Linked DNA regions of Ovis aries: region 1 is linked to region 2. A link is a contact called in public Hi-C data. All regions are on one chromosome and are shown on one strand. Each heading gives the region's core, a stretch centred on a gene start, on an enhancer-like site or on the middle of the called end of the contact. The rest is flanking DNA. Distances are from core to core; before and after follow the strand shown.

The links. Hi-C and Micro-C count contacts between places; a contact is called where the count stands out from the background.
Region 1: a Hi-C map of muscle shows a contact between it and region 2, with 14 times the contacts expected there. The contact joins two enhancer-like sites. A contact is called at or near these places in 13 of 16 Hi-C or Micro-C datasets (blood, hypothalamus, liver and 7 more).

The regions. Positions count from the first base shown.
Region 1 is chr21:22,904,095-22,907,743 of ARS-UI_Ramb_v3.0, forward strand. All of the region lies in intron 2 of NAV2 (neuron navigator 2), which reads right to left. Among named protein-coding and RNA genes, the nearest start is that of NAV2, 240 kb to the right of the region's middle. Within about 2 kb of position 2,072, at least 9 of the 54 cell types and tissues checked have an H3K27ac peak or open chromatin away from gene starts, as enhancers often do.
Region 2 is chr21:22,735,983-22,739,656 of ARS-UI_Ramb_v3.0, forward strand. The region is part of intron 2 of NAV2 (neuron navigator 2); the gene reads right to left. Among named protein-coding and RNA genes, the nearest start is that of NAV2, 410 kb to the right of the region's middle. Within about 2 kb of position 2,084, at least 8 of the 54 cell types and tissues checked have an H3K27ac peak or open chromatin away from gene starts, as enhancers often do.

The DNA of each region.
Region 1 (3,649 bases), core at 822-3,321, 170 kb after region 2:
TAAAACAAATAAAGGCACCTCTGTGATACCTGTGAAATTTGCTCTCGGAGATGAGTGTGAAAATGCATGGATCTGAGCTGGACCTACCTGGGTTTGCTCCCAGAACCTTTCTGTGCTACTTGGGTGACCAGGGACCCAGTTACCTTGCTTCTCTTCCTTGACTAGATGGAGTTTATATCTTCACAATGTGACTGTACAGATGGTAGGAACCCAGGATAATGCCTGGGTGCTCAGTGTGTGTAGATTCTTTCTCCTGCTCTTCTTCCTGTCCGCCACATGAACTTCCTATAAGACCAGCAGCTCAGAAATACCTCAACCCCAGGCAATATCCAGACTTGGCCATTTGCCACAAGTTGCCTGGGCTCCCTGTCGTCCAGGCCCAGAAGTGGCTGCCCTAGTGATAGGAAGAATCTCATGACTGAGCCAAATGGTGTTCACTGAATCAAGTTTGCAGATAAACCTGAGGCTTCTGGCAGAATTCAGCCATGGTGCCCTCTTGATTCAGAGGGATCTTTGCAGGACCAGGGTCCATTCTCCTTCCTGTAACAACTGTAAATGAAAACGACCACCGTGGTGAGCCCTTAGATGGGGATGCAGCCTGGTGTCCACATATTTCTGGAAGCAGCATTCATGGACCACCCACCCCAGAATTCACTGTGATCTGGAGCAAGCCCAGCGCTTCCAAAGAGGAAACTTGAAGCCCCAAGTTCTTTTCCTCCAGCTGCCGTTAGACATCTGGCCACAGCTGGCATTTTGCTGGTGGATAAGAGAGTCAGCCGGGAGGAAGAAGGAAACATCTTCACGTTGGTGTCATGTACATTGCACTACAGCACCTCTGAAAAGCACATCTCATAAAGTCTGCACAAAGGCATGCGTGTTTGCACACAGACGTGGTTTATTTTAATGACGTGGTTTATTTTAATGGTGGTGTCAAAGCAGCGAGTGGACTGAGGCAGTCATTTTACCGGCATTAATTTCTGTGATAAAATGGAGGGTTGTCAGTTTCTCACTACAGTGAAAATAAATCAAATGTGAGCCCTTGCCAGATAGCTGTGAAGGCAATGTGCAGGGGACTGGGCTCCTCCAGCAAAGAGATATTCTGACTCCTGTGCTTCTAGGAGGAATTCAGCAAGGAATTGGTATTTTCAAGACTAGGAATTTCAAGCAAATCTAAAACTGGAAATATGATTAACCCACTATGTAGTCCTTACCAAAGTACTCTGGGATTAAGAGAGAAGAGAGAACTTTGGGGACAAACGGGAATTTTAATAATTTGAAAGACTGGGAAAATAGGAGAGTAGTCCACAGGTTTTGAGGGGAAGGAGTGGGCTTTAGGGTCAGACACTGAGATTTCTAGATGTGATTGCTGTAGGACTGAGCATATGTGATACCACGGCCATCAAACCTGGCAATGTTCTAGGCCCTCAGTGGGTGGCTGGTGGCGCTGTTCTCTTTGCTCACTAGCTGTGTGACTCTAGGGAAGTCACCTGACCTCTCTGAGCCTCAATTTCACCTCAGTAGAAAGCTCGAGAGCTACAGAGAAGCACAGAGCAGGTGCTCGAGCAGTGGCGGTGGGCTTCCTCAGCCCTCAGCTCACAGAGGATGGCGGCCAGGGAACGGACTCTTAGGCCAGGAGCGGAGGGCAGGTCCGAGCACCTCACCCCGACTCCGAGGGGAGGAAAGCTGGCCGAGGGAGCCTCCTCACACAGCTCTGCTCCTTCAGATGGAAAAGGCGCAGGAGGCTCAGGTCCCGCCGGCCCAGTCTCCTCAGAAAGGCACCACAGGCGGCCTTCTGCTGAGGGCCTGCCAGGGCCAGGCTGGGTGGCGGAAATAAAACCAACGGCTAACGAGGCACCTTCTGAGGCCTCGGGCATCAAGCCAGCTCAGGCCCTCGGTTTTCCAGCAACAAGAGGAAAAGCAGCACCCTGGCTTGTGGACATCCCCAGACAGTCCTCTCCACAGTAGAAGGAAGATTCGAGAACAAACGCTGATCCCAAGCCCCAGCCGGTTCCCAGTAGAGAGCTCCCCCCACCCTCGAGGAGCCCCGCGGACTGTGCTCTGAAATGTGTGCATGGCTCCCTCTGCAGGTGGCCGCTGTCCCTGCACCCGCCGGGACCCGGCTCAGTGGGTGGGCCCGCCTTTCTGCAGCAGCACAACCCCCTTGGGCTTCCCTGGTGGTTCAGAGGGTAAAGCTTCTGCCTTCAATGCGGGACGCCAGGGTTCGATCCCTGGGTCGGGAAGATCCCCTGGAGAAGGAAATGGCAACCTACTCCAGTACTCTCGTCTGGAGAATCCCATGGATGGAGGAGCCTGGTGGGCTACAGGTTATGGGGTTGCAAAGAGTTGGACACGACTGAGCGACTTCACTTTCTTTCTTTACACACCCCTGGGAGGGCGGCGGGGCAGGTCAGAGCCTGGACCTCTCAGGGCTCTCCGGACCCCGAGAGCCCCCATATGGCCTCCAATGTTGCTGTTGTTAGTCACTCAGTCGTGTTTGACTCCTTGCGACCCATGGACTATAGCCCGCCAGGCTCCTCTTGGATTCTCCAGGCAAGAATACTGGAGTGCGTTGCCATTCCCTTCTCCAGATCTTCCTGAACTAGGGATCGAACCCAGTCTCCTGCACTGCAGGCAGATTATTTACCATCTGAGCCACCAGGGAAGCCTAGAGGAGGGGGCTAATGGTTTGATTAGAACGGGTTGGACAGAGCCGGAGGAGGGAACTAATAGGGCTGAACTTGGGATGGAAGAGGGTCCGGCGGGATCCAGGCCTGGCTGGGAAGGGGCGGGGAGTCCCGCCGCCGTGAAGGAGGAGCCCGCAGGCCTCAGGGTTCTGACCGCCGGCCCCGCCCACAGTGTCTGTGGGTTCCCGCCAGGGGAAGTGGACCGCAACCCCAGTGTGTCATCTACTCCCCGAACTTCCCGGACGAGTACGGGCCAAGGGAACGGCTGAAAACCGATGCTGTCTCCAAAGAATGATATCAGAGTAGCTGCTAATATTCAGCAGATGTGAAGTGCTTTGGGGCCTTCCCAGGGGCTTCCCTGGTGGCTTAGACGGTAAAGAATCTGCTTGCAATGCAGGAGACTCAGGTTTGATCCCTGTGTTGGGAAGATCCCCTGTAGAAGGGAATGGCAACCACTCCAGTCTTCTTGCCTGGAGAATTCCGTGGACAGAGGAGCCCAGCGGGCTACAGTCCATGGGGATCCCCAAAAGTTGGACATGACTGAGCAACTGAGCGCGTGCACACACACACACAAGCAAGCACTTTACCTCTCTCTCAGTACCCCTGTGAGGGAGTTGTTATTATTATTATTACTATTATTATTATTATTGGTCTCCCCATGTTACAGATGAGAAATCCAATGCTCAGGCATGCTGAGGTCATATATTGGGTAACTGGCAGAGCTGGGGTTCCGACCCAGGGAAACCTGACTCCAAGGCCTGTGTTCCATTGTTGTGATGGTCCTCCAATGTCAGGGTGCATGCAAATTACCTAGAATGAATGTCAAAAGGCAGGTTCTAGGGCCCGGCTCCCATAGATCTGGATTCATCAGGCCTTGTGCAAGACCCAGGAATCTGCATTTTAACAACTGCAGTTGGTGAATTCTGAGTAGCTGCTCCATGGATCCTGCTTCAAGATACACTGCA
Region 2 (3,674 bases), core at 834-3,333:
CCCTACAGGAGTGCTTAAAGGGAGCTGGGAGCAGCCGACTCTACAGTTCTATTTCTACTGGACATAGGTTTTATTTTATTTTATTTTATTTTTAATTTTTATTTATTTATTTGGCTGCTCTGGGTCTTAGTTGTAGCATGTGGGATCTAGCTCCCTGACCAGGGATCGAACCTGGGCCCCCTGCACTGGGAGCTCAGAGTCTTAGCCACTGGACCACCAGGGAATTCCCTGGACATAGGTTTTAGACAAGTCATTTCTCTTCTTTCTGTGTCAATGTCTCTATTTCTTCATCTGTAAAATGGGCATAATATTTTAGGATGACCATGTTGGTGAAAACACTCTGGGAACTGCAAATTTCCACTGTTCTTAGTGTTTGCACAAAAGTACCCTGGTGCTTTATGTGATGGTCAGCTGTATTCAGATGGCCTGAGTTTCATACCTTTCCAGTGTCAAAAGCCAGGGTCAGGGAGAAGGACAACAAGAGCGAAGCAGGTGTGTGGAGGACTCACTTGGGGGCTCTTCCAGGGCCAACTTACCCAGCAGGCATCGTGCTTAGGACCACGGAAGTATATATATATATATATATATATATATATATATATATATATTTTGCAATCAGAAGAAAAAAATGCATACAATCTTGCCTGGATTATACTTGTTTTATACCAGTGAGGTCCTAAAGTCCACTTTTTTAATATCTCTTTTTGATGGAGGAAGGGTCCACAAAGGCAAGAGTGCTGAGAGCCCCTTCGAGTCATAACACAGCCCCAACCAAGCTGCTAACAAATGCAAATGGGCTTCCCGTCTTACCTTTTCCAGAGCCCAGACTTGTTCCTCTGGGCCTGATGTCTGTTCCTAGACCTCGAAATCTTCCAGAGACAATGCCCAGGTCAAGGAATGAGTGGGAATTCCTGACACCATGGCTGGACAGAAGGGGAGAGTCCTGAGTGGGGGCAGGGAGGAGAGTTCTTGGCTGCCTCTGGAATCATGTCTTCTAAGCTGCTGTCCAGCCTGATCCCTGGACTCATTCTCCAGGTGGAGATACTCTCTCCTCCCACTATTGGTGGGAGTATAACCTGGCACAAACTTTCCGGAGAGCCATCTGGCAATACAAATTTAGCAAGAATCTAAACAGTATGTACTCTGACCCAGCAATCCTGCTTTCGGAATCCATCTTACAGTTCTTCCTGTGCAACCGTGCAAAAATAAAGGTATAATGAGCACACTGTTTAAGATGGTTTGTTGTTTTTTAAAAAGAACAAGCCGAAATGTTCACCAGGAGGGCCATAGCCAATCAACTGTGTAGCATCAATAGCCATTGGATAGCCTGCAATAAAGCAGTAAGAGAGAGCATTTGATCTCTGTGTCAAGAGAGGGTAAGGGGAGAAAGAGCTCTGGAGCGGGGTGTGTATACGGGGAGACTCCAACTGGGGGAAGACACGCAAGTTCAGAAGCACCGACCTCTCTTTGCTGCTGCAACCTCATAACCACTACCTCTCCCACTTACAGAACCCTCTGCAGTTTATAAAGCCTTTCTTCGGAGCCTCATGGTTTTGTGAGCAGATGAAGGGAAGGGTTTTCACTACATCTTAGATAAGACACAGACTCACAGAAGTTCAGTCATGGGTCTGAAATCCCAATGAGGGGAGTGGAATTTGAACCAGGCCACAGGACTCCTCTCAGTGTGCTGTTTCTCCTAACCTTCTCCTGTTTTCCCTCTCTGGGTCTCAGTTTTGCCCCCAGTACTATGAGCACGCTGAAGCGGACCTTCACTCCCTAGAATGCTAGGAGCTCTGTTCCCTGGTGGCTCAGAGGTTAAAAGCATCTGCCTGCAATGCGGGAGACCTGGGTTCAATCCCTGGGTTGTGAAGATCTCCTGGAGAAGGAAATGGCAATCCACTCCAGTATTCTTGCCTGGAGAACCCCATGGACGGAGGAGCCTGGTGGGTTACAGTCCACGGGGTCGCAAAGAGTCGGACACTACTAAGCGACTTTGCTTTGCTTGCTGTTGCCTATATGGTATTGTTGGTCTCAACACCTGCATTAACGCAAACTACCACCAGATGGCAATAGCAGCCACGGCTTCCCACGCCCTGGTGGGGAACTAGGGCTCTTGGGCTGCCCGTGGGGAAACTGGTCTGGATCAGGGCAGGGGTGTGGCCTGCCCGTGGTGAATTTGTCTGGATCAGGGCACTGGTGCCTCTTGATTCTCTGCTGTCTGGACACCAGGACTGAAGTATCATTACTCCCACTATCTAGAGACAGGCAGGACTGACACCAGGCCAGGCCCCAGTGGAGGAGAACCAGCTCCGGAAACCTTCCTGGCACCCGTGCCCCAGGATACAGGCATTGGGCAGAACAAGAACGCATCCGCTGTTAGCCGCCAGGTCCCACCTGGAGCATCCCAGGTGGAGGGCAGCACAGAGTCTGTGAGTCCACGCTGCAAAGCACACACACACCCTTGCCAGTCCTGGACCTAGGCGGTGACCACATGTGAAATTAATTCTGTCTTCAAAGCAGCTGTTTATTGGGTACCAACTATGGGCCAGACCCTGTGTTAAATGCCTTGTACTTACCTCCTTCAATTCTCACGACAGGCCGGGAGGGCAGGAGCTATTATCACCTATGTTTTACGGATGAGGGAAATGAGGCTAGAGGAGGTAAAGTAACTTGCCTAGAATCACCAGAGGCAGGCAGTGGTAATCCAGAGTCTGCCCTAAGCCCATGTAACTCCCCAGCTCATGTTCTTCCAAAAGGGTTTGGCTGGACTGGAGTATAAGGGCCTTGGGAGGGCTAAGTAGAAGCCAAACTGTTAGGGGAGGCTGAGGCCATTCAGATTCCCTGGGAGCTCAGCTGGTGAAGGATCCACCTGCAACGCAGCAGACTCCGGTTCGATTCCTGGGTTGGGAAGATCCGCTGGAGGAGGGATAGGCCGCCCTCTCCAGCATGCTTAGGCTTCCCTGGTGGCTCAGATGGTAAAGAATCCGCCTGCCATGCGGGAGAAGTGGTCTCAATCCCTCAGTTGGGAAGATCCCCTGGAGAAAGGAATGGCTACCCACTCCAGTATTTTTGCCAGGAAGATCCCATGGACCCAGGAACTTGGTGGGCTAAAGTTCAAGGGGTCTGAAGCCATTCTGGAAAGGGTCCTGACTCCAGTCTTTGAAAATGGCGCTATTGTGGATCCAAATCACTGTCTTCGCCTCTTGCCAACGTGTCACATCCCTGCTGGCTGCTACTGGGAACAGCAAGGGACAAAGGTCAGGGGTGTCGGCTCTGAAGTCAGACACCTGGGTTTCCTAGGTAGATGACCTTGAAGGTGACCCTGAGCTCTTTGCATCAGTTTCCTGCTCTGCAAACATGATTCCAATGACAGAAACAGTATCTCCCTCACAGGCTTATTGTGAGCATCAGAGAAGCTGATATAATGTGCTTTTAACCTGTCCTGGATATACAGTAGGTACTCAATAAATGTTTATTAACATCACTGACTGAGCTACCAAAGCAAAGATTGCCGTGGTTCAGTTCTCCTGGCATGACCTTCTTTCTTCTGCATCTTTCGAACATCAGTATGTCTCTTTCCCTGAGTCTCCTGTGTTTTCCGATCTCCACGCCTCTGCTCGTGATGTTCCCTGGACATGGATCACCATGTACCATATTTCTTTTGAGAAAATACC